Regions from separate parts of the Sus scrofa genome. Here region 2 is linked to region 1. Evidence: chromatin contacts called from public promoter capture Hi-C data. All regions are on one chromosome and are shown on one strand. The core of a region is the stretch at or near the end of the contact, and the rest is flanking DNA. Distances in the headings are between cores, read along the strand shown.

What was found. Promoter capture Hi-C pulls out the DNA fragments that hold promoters and counts their contacts.
Region 2: a promoter capture Hi-C map of liver shows a contact between it and region 1, with 3 times the contacts expected there. The contact joins the promoter of PSMC6 here to the promoter of RPS29 in region 1. A contact is called at or near these places in 1 of 5 promoter capture datasets (liver) and 1 of 47 Hi-C or Micro-C datasets (heart right ventricle).

Annotation. Positions count from the first base shown.
Region 1 is chr1:179,454,408-179,459,792 of Sscrofa11.1, forward strand. RPS29 (40S ribosomal protein S29) reads right to left here and starts at 2,440. Exons shown (of 3, transcript XM_021101317.1): 1 at 2,280-2,440; 2 at 1,950-2,049; 3 at 516-613. The coding sequence starts at 2,341. The coding sequence ends at 605. It also overlaps LOC102723301.
Region 2 is chr1:182,324,604-182,330,439 of Sscrofa11.1, forward strand. It overlaps PSMC6 (26S protease regulatory subunit 10B), which reads left to right and starts at 4,467. Exons shown (of 14, transcript XM_001928747.5): 1 at 4,467-4,691; 2 at 5,722-5,801. The coding sequence starts at 4,565.

The DNA.
Region 1 (5,385 bases), core at 1,190-3,689:
AATTAAACACACGGCACAAAGACACCTGTGTAAATCAATTATGTATATGCCTCCCCCATCTTCACCTAAGAAACTTACCTCTGCTCAGCTGGCAGTTTCTCACCCACTCAATCTGCAACATCACAGAAATTTTTTCCTACCTCAACCTTTTTTCCCAATATTCTATCCACCTCATTCTGTTCACCCTAAATACACTTCCCCAGCAACACTATTATTTTATTAAAAAAAATTTCATGGTCATACTACTGAGACTCAGAGTTAGTAGAGGTGGATTTACCATGATGTTCTTAAAAACCTAAACTTCAGTGTCCCTAACCTCCATGAGCTCCTTTTAAGGCTTTAAGAGGTACACTAGCAATGTGTTTAACTGTTTAAAATTTCACAGCTAATTTAACCACCATCAGTTAAGACGCTTTTTTCCACTTCAGCTTCCATTGGCACTTTCCCTCCTGTTGGATGACACTGTAGCAATCGATCTTGATACTGATATTCCATTCACACTAAAACACTCATAATTAGTATTTTTAAATGTTTATTTTATATACAAAGCACTAACATTGTTTCTGCATAAGGTGGATGTCCTGGATGACCCATTCAAGGAAGCTTAGTCCAACTGGAAAAAAAAAAAAAAAAGGCAGACAGAAAAATGAATTAATTCAAAATGCTTTTAAACGTTTTATTCTCAGAAAAATGGCTCACTATAGAATGAGTTTAACCTGAAAATCTGACCCACCCAAAATATCAACATCTAAAGATTTACTAAACACCTACTTCAAGTTGCTCCACACATCTGTTATATTTTAGTCAGTGAATTTCATTATTGATATTCCCCCTTCTATGCTCAAAGAAATTACCCACTAGAAAAACACTGCTACATAAGATGGTCATTAAGTAACTAATCACATGGGTAATATCTTGGTACTCAATGTGTGCCAGACACTATTCTAGGAGCCATTCATAACTCATTTAATCCTAACATCTGAGAAATGGGTCACAAACTTAGTGGACTTGAAGCCACTCTCTCATCTGTGTTATGCTACTGACAAGTTATTTAAACTTCCACACTGTAACACAAAACATGTACTTGTTAAGCATTTCGTCCAAGCCAAAAGTTTAAGCTCAAGATATTTTGCCTCTGTCACATAAGTGTCACATGAACAATTATTACCCACAGTAATTCACCAAAATAAGAACACTTTTTTGGCTGCACTCTCGGCATGTGAAGTTTCTAACCAGGGATCAAACTTATGTCACAGCAGTGACACCACCAGATATCTTTAAGCAACTGAGCCACCAGGCAACTCCCAAGCACATATAGAGAAGCAGGTTCTACTTAATTACTGAGGCCTAACTATGAATCAAAAGGCCAGAGATGCAGCTCAAAGACCCAATAAGAAATGTTTTCACCTCTGAGCTTCATATATACATTAATTTTTGCAACAATACTGCCATTTAGCTTCCACAGGTAAAACCTTTGCTTCAAGACACGTGACCCAAGTCATTATGACTACCTGCCTGAATCCTCAAAAAACATACATGGCCCCAAACCTCAAGCTCATTCCCCTACATGACGCTAACTCGTAACTCAACATTTCAAGACAGTGGTCAACTCATGTACTTTGCTTAAAAATAGCTAGATAGGATTAGAGATCTAATGTTGAATTTTAGCATGGTTTCATAAAAGTAAATAGTTTTATACACACTTTACACGGCACCTCGAACTGGCGAAAATGGTAAAATGGGATTACAAAGACTTCTTTTAAGGCCTTCACTGCATCCCCGCCATTCTATTCACATGGCTGCCACAAACCCTGAACAGTGTCATCCTCTACCAAGAACAGCGCTGCTAACTAAACGCAGAAAACGTCATTGGCCGAAAGCCCACACCAAGGAACTACCCCTTGTTGGCCTCTCCCAGAAATAGGAGCATGCGGCCCGCGGACGCATACCTTGATGAAGCCAATATCCTTCGCGTACTGGCGGAAGCACTGGCGGCACATATTGAGGCCGTATTTCCGGATCAGACCGTGCCGGTTTGAGCAGACTCGGCTGCAAATAGAAAAAATTAACGCAAGTCGCAGAAAGTAAACAATTCGGCACTCAGAGAGCCACCACCCACACTGCTGGTCACCAAAGACCCATGAGAGGCCTGTAATGGCGGCAATCAAGCTCCGATTCCGTCTCCCCCCACGCGCAAACCTGCGGGGCTCCGCCATTCTATTTCAAGCAGCGTCGCGCCCCAGAGGAACCCTTCCCTGAAGCGACATTCTGTTTCTCACCAAGAGCGAGAACCCTGACCGAATTTTCTTGGATGGCTCCAGTAGAGCTGCTGGTGACCCATCTTGCTCTCTCGGCTGCAACGAGGCAAAAGGACAGACTTAGCGCACGCATGCGCTCTTCAAAATTTTGGACACAGTTTACCCAGAAGGCAGTGCGGACCAGTGACGCGTGCGCAGTGTGGCCACGCTGTTCCTCGGGGGTGGGAGTGAAGAGGAAGCATGGAAATAGTCTGGGCGGGCCCTGCTGATGACGTCACCACACCGCAGCCTCTAGTTTTGTCTTGCGCCTTCTGCCACCGCCGGGCGCGGTGGCGCGCGCCTGTAGTCCCAGCTACTCGGGAGGCTGAGGCTGGAGGATCGCTTGAGCCCAGGAGTTCTGGGCTGCAGTGCGCTATGCCGATCGGGTGTCCGCACTAAGTTCGGCATCAATATGGTGACCCTCCGGGAGCGGGGGACCACCAGGTTGCCTAAGGAGGGGTGAACCGGCCCAGGTCGGAAACGGAGCAGGTCAAAACTCCCGTGCTGATCAGTAGTGGGATCGCGCCTGTGAATAGCCACTGTACTCCAGCCTGGGCAACATAGCGAGACCCCGTCTCTTTTGGAATAAATTTTTCTTTTGAACCCTCAAATAATTGATCTCAGTATTCTGCTATTTTCCTCTTCAGAATCCTTCACATTTTTTTAAATTAAAGTCTTAAACTCGTAAAGGAAAAAGGACGTTTGCCTCAACTCTACACTGACCCCTACTGGGATAAAATAGCAAAAAAACTTAAAATCAACTGTAATAACTAGGAGTCAACGGTAGGAGTTCCTGTTTTTAAACAGAATACGTTTTCAAACTTATTTTTAATTGACACACACCATTCCAGAAAAATGACATGAGACTTAGGATGTTTAATATTTCAGTGTAGTTAGTTAAGTTTAAAGTTAAGAAACAAGTAAATATCCAATGTATGTTGCTTTGACCAAATGATCTGGTAACAAAATAACTAGCAAGAATCACACGCCTTCTAATAATCTGCCGAAAAAGTCTCTAAAATCCACGTGGTCATTTATAATGTCTGTAAATAAACGAAAAATTAAGTATGAATCTAAAATAAGAGCTTTAACTAGAAATATAAAATGTACCACAGGGTGCAAAATATAGGAAACTTTTATGCATGAATTCTTACATTAGAACTGAAACACTACACCTCTTAAAGGTACGTTATTTCAGGATTATGAAATTCCCCATCCAAATTGGGAACTTTTTTACATAATGAAGGAATCAAGTCAGAGACTGAAAAACCAGATATGGCTTGATCCTGCTCTCAAAACAAATGTAGTGAGGAAAATAGTATTATTACCTGAACCCTTCCTTTCATTTTGTCTCTCTCTCTCTCTCTCTTTTTTTTTAAGAGCCCTTTCTTCCAGATTCAACTTCTGCCACTCAGTGACACGTATACAACTAAATAAGCAATTCGTTCTGGATTTTTCGTTTTGTTTTTTTGTTTCTTAGGACATTTTATATTAAATGACAGATGTACTAATAGACTACAAGAGGAGAAAGAAAGAGATTAATTCCAGCACGAGCTTCACTTGAGGGGTCTTTGAAATACACTATATGTGAAGAGTGGGGTTTACACATGATGGAGGGAAGAAATAGTGAGAGGAAGAATTTGAGGTCAAGAATGGAGTTGGAAAAAGCTTGGGGAGGGTGAACAACTTTGAGTTAACTAGAGAGGAGTCCAAAAGGCTTAGTGATAAGATTGAAAGGGGATTTTAACTTAAAGCCCAGCTGTAGAGGGTCTAATTGTCAAGCTTCTACAGTTTACCTGGAATCTTTCATTGATGGGTAGTTTCCAAAACCCATGTGTCTTTCAAAAGCTAATCTCACATTTGCCTTCTCGGATCTTTCCTGCTTGGTGGTCTCTGTAATTTTTAAAATATTACAATGATTCTGAGATCAATCTCATAAATATTTTCAATACTCTTTAATATATAATCCTTTGAGCCTAAAGAAGTGAACTCATTCAAAAGTGGGGGAAAAAACACCCACAAACAAAAATCAATTAGTTACACTTGAATAATAACAATCTCTTAAACTATCTTGATATTCAAGTTGCTCATAATTTTTATTCCAGTCACAGTTAAAATAACATAGCACCATCCCTCTCCACTGATGGAATTATCGATTTCTTTTTCAATAAGAAAGCTGAAAATATAGCTTTAAAAGTCCATTTTAACCCAGTGTTTACAAAGAGCTTTCAGCTTAATCCTATACTCTTCTTACAGGTTCTTATTACTCTTTTGTATTTGGCTTTTAAATACTTATTTTAGAACATTTTCCCCAATTATAATACATACTGAGTCTTTCCTTCTTTCCTTCCTTCCTTTTTCTTTAATACAATGAAGTACAAAGAAGAAAAAATGTACCATGATATTCTAGTCCACATAAGCCCTATTAATATTTCCTTTTGGAAAAAAATACTTACAAGATTGAAACAGTCTAACAGCACAGAGTATATACATTATTTTTTAAATTTAAGCACATCTGAATGATCTGCATGTTAAGACACCATTATTCAAGATATCACCTATTTTGTTCCTTAAATTAGTCTCAAAATCATTGTGATTCTACATCCGGAATTTTTCCATTTAAAGATCTACATCTCTCTTGAGCTAGCTTCAATGTTAGAACCTTTATATATGTATAAATAAATATATATATATATCCATTTCAACATATTTATATTTTAGGATTCTGTGGTGAAGAGACATCTTTGGAAATTTAATTTGGCAGCAGGGTGGATAGTGGATTGTTGTACTAGCCTCATAACTGATAGTGCTACCTATAGGCTTGTTCTGCCTCCAAATTAATCTCTTCACTGACCACAGTAGCCTTTCTTAAACTGACCTAAATTTTATCTCCTGCTTGAAAATTTTCAATGGTATTCCAGAACTTTAATATTAAAAGGATCTGATTTAGAAAAAAAAAATGCTTTCATCATCTGGCTGCTTTATACTCTTCTAATGTTCGAATTTAACATTTATTCCATTTTGAATAATTATTTGTTTACTCACCTCTCCTAAACAAAGTAAACTCTTTTTTTTTTTTTTTTTTTTT
Region 2 (5,836 bases), core at 3,217-5,716, 2.9 Mb after region 1:
CAGAAATCTGGGAATTCTAATTCTCTTCCTACTTCAACCTCTTACTGCTTAGCCATAGATACATTCAATTAAGGGCATTCTCATAAGTATTTGGGGTAGCTATTTGGAATAACAAATTTATAAAAACTCAAGTATTTCAGCTGATATGTGAGCAAAAATATTTGCTACTTGCCTGCTAGTACTGTTTCCCCATCCTCTCTAGAAAAATATCAGTTCCTGTTGTATTAGTTATCCATTGCCATGTAACAAATTACCACAAAACTTAGTGGCTTAAAACAACAAACACTTATTATCTCACAATTTTTGTGGACCAGGAATTCAGGAACAGCAGAACTGGGTTGCATGACTTAGTCATGATCTCATGATGTTGCAATTAAGACCAGAGTTTCAATCATCTGAAAGCTTGCCTAGGGTTGGAGGCTCTGCATCCAAGATAGCTCACTCACATGGCCGTTGGCAGGAGGCCTCAATTCTTTACGGGCTGTTCCTTGCCATGTGGGTCTCTCCAGAGATCAGGTGGATGTGTCCTCTTGGTATGACAGCTGATTTCCCTCAGAGGGAGTGATCCAAGGGAGAGTAAGGAGGAAGCCCTATGCCTTTTTTGTTTTCGTTTTTTTAGGGCCACACCTGTGGCATACAGAAGTTCCCAGTCTAGGGGTCCAATTGGAGCTGCAGCTGCCGGCTTTCACAACAGCTACTGAAACGCCAGATGCAGACCAAATCTGTGACCTACACCACAGCTCAGTGCAATGCCAGATCTTTAACCCACTGAGCAAGGCCAGGGATCCAAGCCATATTCTCATAAATACTAGTTAGGTTCGAAAACCACTGAACCACAATGGGAAATCCAGCCCCATGCCTTTAATGACAGTCTCAGTGGCTTTGTACTCTCCCTTCCACTTTACTCTGTCCAAAACAAGTCATTAGGTCCAAGGGAGGGAAATTAGGCTCCACTTCTCGTAATGGTAATTGTTAAAGAGGTTGTGTACCTATTTTAAAACCACAACACTCATCAATGCTACATTATAGGTGAGAGGGTTAGGAGACTATTCTTTTTTTTTTTTTTTTTTTTTTGTCTTTTGTCTTTTGTTGTTGTTGTTGTTGTTGCTATTTCTTGGGCCGCTCCCGCACGGCATATGGAGGTTCCCAGGCTAGGGGTTGAATCGGAGCTGTAGCCACTGGCCTACACCAGAGCCAGAGCAATGCAGGATCCGAGCCGCATCTGCAACCTACACCACAGCTCACGGCAACGCTGGATTGTTAACCCACTGAGCAAGGTCAGGGACCGAACCCGCAACCTCATGGTTCCAAGTCGGATTCGTTAACCACTGTGCCACGACGGGAACTCCAGGAGACTATTCTTAAATGATTTTCGAAGATCTAAGTATATCTCATCACTGTTTGCTATGACATCACTTTTAACCCACCCCAACTATGATATAACCTACCTTCTCATCTCACCTCTTCTCTATCCTACAGTGTAAGTTCCTTGAGAACTGATGACATTTCTTAGTCCTTTTGAATCTCTGCTTAACTATCATAGTATCTAACATATTCACAAATTCATTCAAATGTATATATATAAAATATAAATATAAATATATGTTAAAAATATAAATATATATAAAAAACCATCTTCTGGGGATACAATAATGAACAAGAAAAAAATCAGTGTCCTTGTTTTGTTTTTGGAGCTGTAGTCTACTGGGGGAAAAGACACATTTAACTGCATCTAAACAAATTATGAATGTATAATTACAAATTTAAGCTATATTTTCTGATGGACAGGGATACAATCTCAGAGGTGCATATAAAAAAGGAATAGGGCTGTTCTGTTGCAGGCAAAATAGACAGAAGGTGCAACTGAGGTTGGAATTTTGCCAGATGGGTGAGAGAAAAACAGGGCTCAAGGGAGTTTAAAATATTGGTGTGTTATGTTGAAGTAACCCACTAGTATGTGCTTATAAATACTTATTGAACCAAACTGAGCTTTTTTTTTTTTTTTCCTCTGCCTCATCCTCACTTCTTTACTTCTTGATGTCAGAGGTGATATATTTTGGTATGGAAGGACTAGTTTGACTGGAAAAGTTGCAGCTCAGTGGGAGAAGGGACTAATCTCCCTCAAACCACCTTCCTTGTTATCATCTAACCACAATTCCCAACTATACCTGGAAAGAACAGAATATTCACACAATATCTGTAAGATTTTTTTCCTAATACATTTGAAGTCATCTTTCCTATTTCCTAATATTTTAAATTTCCTAATACATTTTTGGTGATTTAATTCACTTAATTTTGCACTTCGTATGTATACATAGGATACACCTATTTAAACTCAAACATCCAGGTCACTGGATAAGATCAAAAGGAGTCTGTCTGGGGAATGTGACTGATTCTGTTGGAACAACAATAAATTCTCCCCAGATGTAATGGGAAGAGGTACAGCAATGTGGACATGTACCACAAAAGTTGAGGTCATTATTACCCTTAAAATAAATAATTTAATATAACACTACTGAATACTTACCATGTGCCAGATGCCATGTTAACAGTTTACAGGAACACTCTCTTATTTAATACTCATGACATCCCTATGAGATAGGTATAAATTTTACAGAGATTTTTAAGAGATTAAGTAAATTGTCCAATAGCACAGAAATCTTGGAGTTCTCTGGTGGTCTCATGGTGGTTAGGATTCAGTGCTTTCATGGCTCTAATCTGGGTTCAATCCTTGGTATGGGAACTGAGATCCCTTGTCAAGTCAAAAAACACAGCAGCCAACTTCTCCCTCCCCACCCCCACCCAAAAAAGAAAGCACAGAAATCTTCTTTTTTTTTGGCTACCCCGTGGCATATGGAGTTCCTGGGCCCTGATCAGTTGGGACCTACGGAACAGCTGCAGCAATGCTGGATCTTTAACCCAACCTGGGGATCAAACATGCAACCTAGTGCTCCAGAGACATTGTCTATCTTGTGGCCATAGCGGGAACTCCAGCACAGGAATCTTAAAAACAGTTCTATCTAACTTCAAGTTTCTTAGCTTACTTCAGCCTCTTGAGCCCCTCATTTCTACGACCCGCCCCTTTCTGGTTTTGTTGGTCTCCTTCCTGTTCCAAGAAATGAGTAAATCTCTTTTTCACTTTAAGGTCTTTGTAGCTGCTGTTTCTTCTGTTTGAAAGGTTTTTTTCTACAGTTTGTTGCTTGGCTGGCCCCTTCTTGCAGATATCTGTCCTAAAGTAGTTCTATCTTTCTCTCATTTTCCTCCACCATGGTTTCTTTTCATTATAATACAGTATTTATTACACTTTGAAATTATTATTTTTTATCTCCTCACCAGATCAAACCCTTAGTAATGCCTCATTCACTGAGTAAATAAATGAATACCCTACTCCTTCTGTATCCTGAAATCCTGTGATTTTGGAGAGACAGCAATGAGTGTTGGCTTGGAGAGAGATCTTATTTTTCTGCTCAGGAATTGAACCTGGGCAGCCTGGATAAAAAACCAGGAATCCTAGCCACTAGACTAGCTAGAGGTGAAAAGTAGAATTGCCCTAACTTTTGCCCCTTGTTGAAAGCAAGAACATTTCAGGGAGGCAAAGACTGTGAAAATAGGTATAAAGTTTATTGTTAGAGTCACAGTACAACATATGGGAAAGCACACAAAGAAGCAGTTTAAGTCAGAAGCAGAGAAGTAATACACACCCCAAAGAGGAGTGCGGGTGCAGGCGTCCCCTGAGTGAGGGGCACACCAGAGAGGTGATTTAAATCACTTATATAGCACAATTCTTCTGGATCTTTCTTTACCTTTGGCTAATTATCTTATTTATTTCTCACACCTGACTGGACACAGGACCCTTCCCAGTATATGTGCGTACCTTTTGGTAAAGATGGATTCCAAAGCAAAGTGTGCTAAGCAGGTATCAGGACTTATTATGGCCTGGTGCCTCCTCCTTTTCTGACCCCCTAGGAATCTTACTGTGCATGTGTAATTGGGGAGGTCTTCTTTACCCCAGGAGTGATTAAAGTGGTCATCTTATCTTTCTACTCCAGTAGAGCTCTGCTCCTGCAATTAACTTTTTCCTTGAAGTGCCAAAAAGAAACAAGGCCCAATTTGCTTGACCTAAGAAGTCCCAGCTGTTCTCAGCCCAGGGGCCCATCTACCTCTTACTTCACCTGGATATTATTGTTCTTTACCAAGAAGCTATCCTTGTTTTACTGAGAAGCCAGTAGAGCTATATATATTAGAGAGATATGTATATTCTCTATTTCACTTCCATCTCAGTTTACTACAGCCTTTTGTGGTTCCAAGAGGGCAGTGACTCAAGCATATCAAGGCTTCTCAGATACACCAGATCAGGGCCTTGCTTTACCCAAGCGGACCAGCAGGGGACAGTGTGGCCGGAGGCCTCCTTTAACTCACTGCGGAGCCCTAGTGAAGGAGGCATAGAAGTTCCGGAAGAGGAGTGCAGAGGCGGGCCAACCGGAAGGGGCGGGGTCGCCCGCAAACCCGCCCTTCCAGGGAGGCTGTTCTCCCTCGCCCCGCCCCTTCCCCCGCCCAGGCGGCCATGGCCATTCCCGACATCCCCTATGAGCGACGGCTTCTCATCATGGCGGACCCTAGAGATAAGGCGCTTCAGGACTACCGCAAGAAGCTGCTGGAGCACAAGGAGATCGATGGCCGTCTCAAGGAGTGTGAGTGCACCTTTCTTTCCATATAATCTCGTGTCTGAACTCGCTTCTGTCTATGACAAAGCAGAGGCCTTTGGCCGAGCTCGGCAGCCGAGCACCGGGAATGAGAAGGCCTCGGTCTGGGGACAAGGCGCTTTGTCATCCCTCCCTGTGCTTGAAAAGCGGAGCCTCTTCGGGCGTAGAAATGGCCCAGACTGGTCCAGGTGACAGAGAGAACACCCCCAGTTCTGAGATGGAAGTGTAGATGACCAGAGGAGGAGTGGGGAAGAAGTGGGTCAGGGATGTTTCCCAGTTTGAGGTAAGGAGTGCAGTGTTGTTGGAGTCCTGGGACCCGGAGCGGGGAAAAGAGTTAAGCAAACCAAAGCAAGAGATGAAACTCGGGAAGTTGGCTCGTTAGCGGAGTGGAAAGCCCAACACAGAGCTTTAGAGAGAAGGGATCCATCGGTCAATAATAGCCCTCCTCTTCTTTCGTCGTGTTTTGAGTAGTACTCTACATGGTACACAAAGTTCCCTTTCTTCCTGAACTGAAAAGATTGTTAGGATTTTTTCTTAGTGTACCGTCAGTGAAAAGCCTGAGTGATTTAATTAAATGGGGGAAGACCATAACCATATAATTTTGTGGAGCGCCGCACCTGTGGACTTCATATGGGTTAGAAAACCAGAGAGTAACAATCCGTGTGGGTAAGTGGAGAAGTGAGGAAGGCTCTAACTCTTTTATCATTCGAATTTGTGATCTCAAATTGAAAGTGTCAGAATGTCAATATCTGTTAAAAGTGTAACCTAAAATGTGCTCAAAGTAAGTATTTACGACCAAGAAAAGAAAAATGTGGTAATTTCTCTGCAACATTTCGTTTTTAAACATGTCATCTGCAAACGGTATTGTGCGTGTGTGTGTGTGTGTGTGTGGTTCGATAGAGTGGATATGAAATATATGTAAAGTGAAATAGACTTGAATTTAAGTAAAGTGAGACCTAGTGACAAACACACTGGCTAGGATTATTTAATTTAAAATATTCAAATTATATTATTTCAGTAAGGGAACAATTAAAAGAACTTACCAAGCAGTATGAAAAGTCTGAAAATGATCTGAAGGCCCTACAAAGTGTCGGACAGGTAGGTAATGGAGCTTGGGATGAGAGGGTGATGGT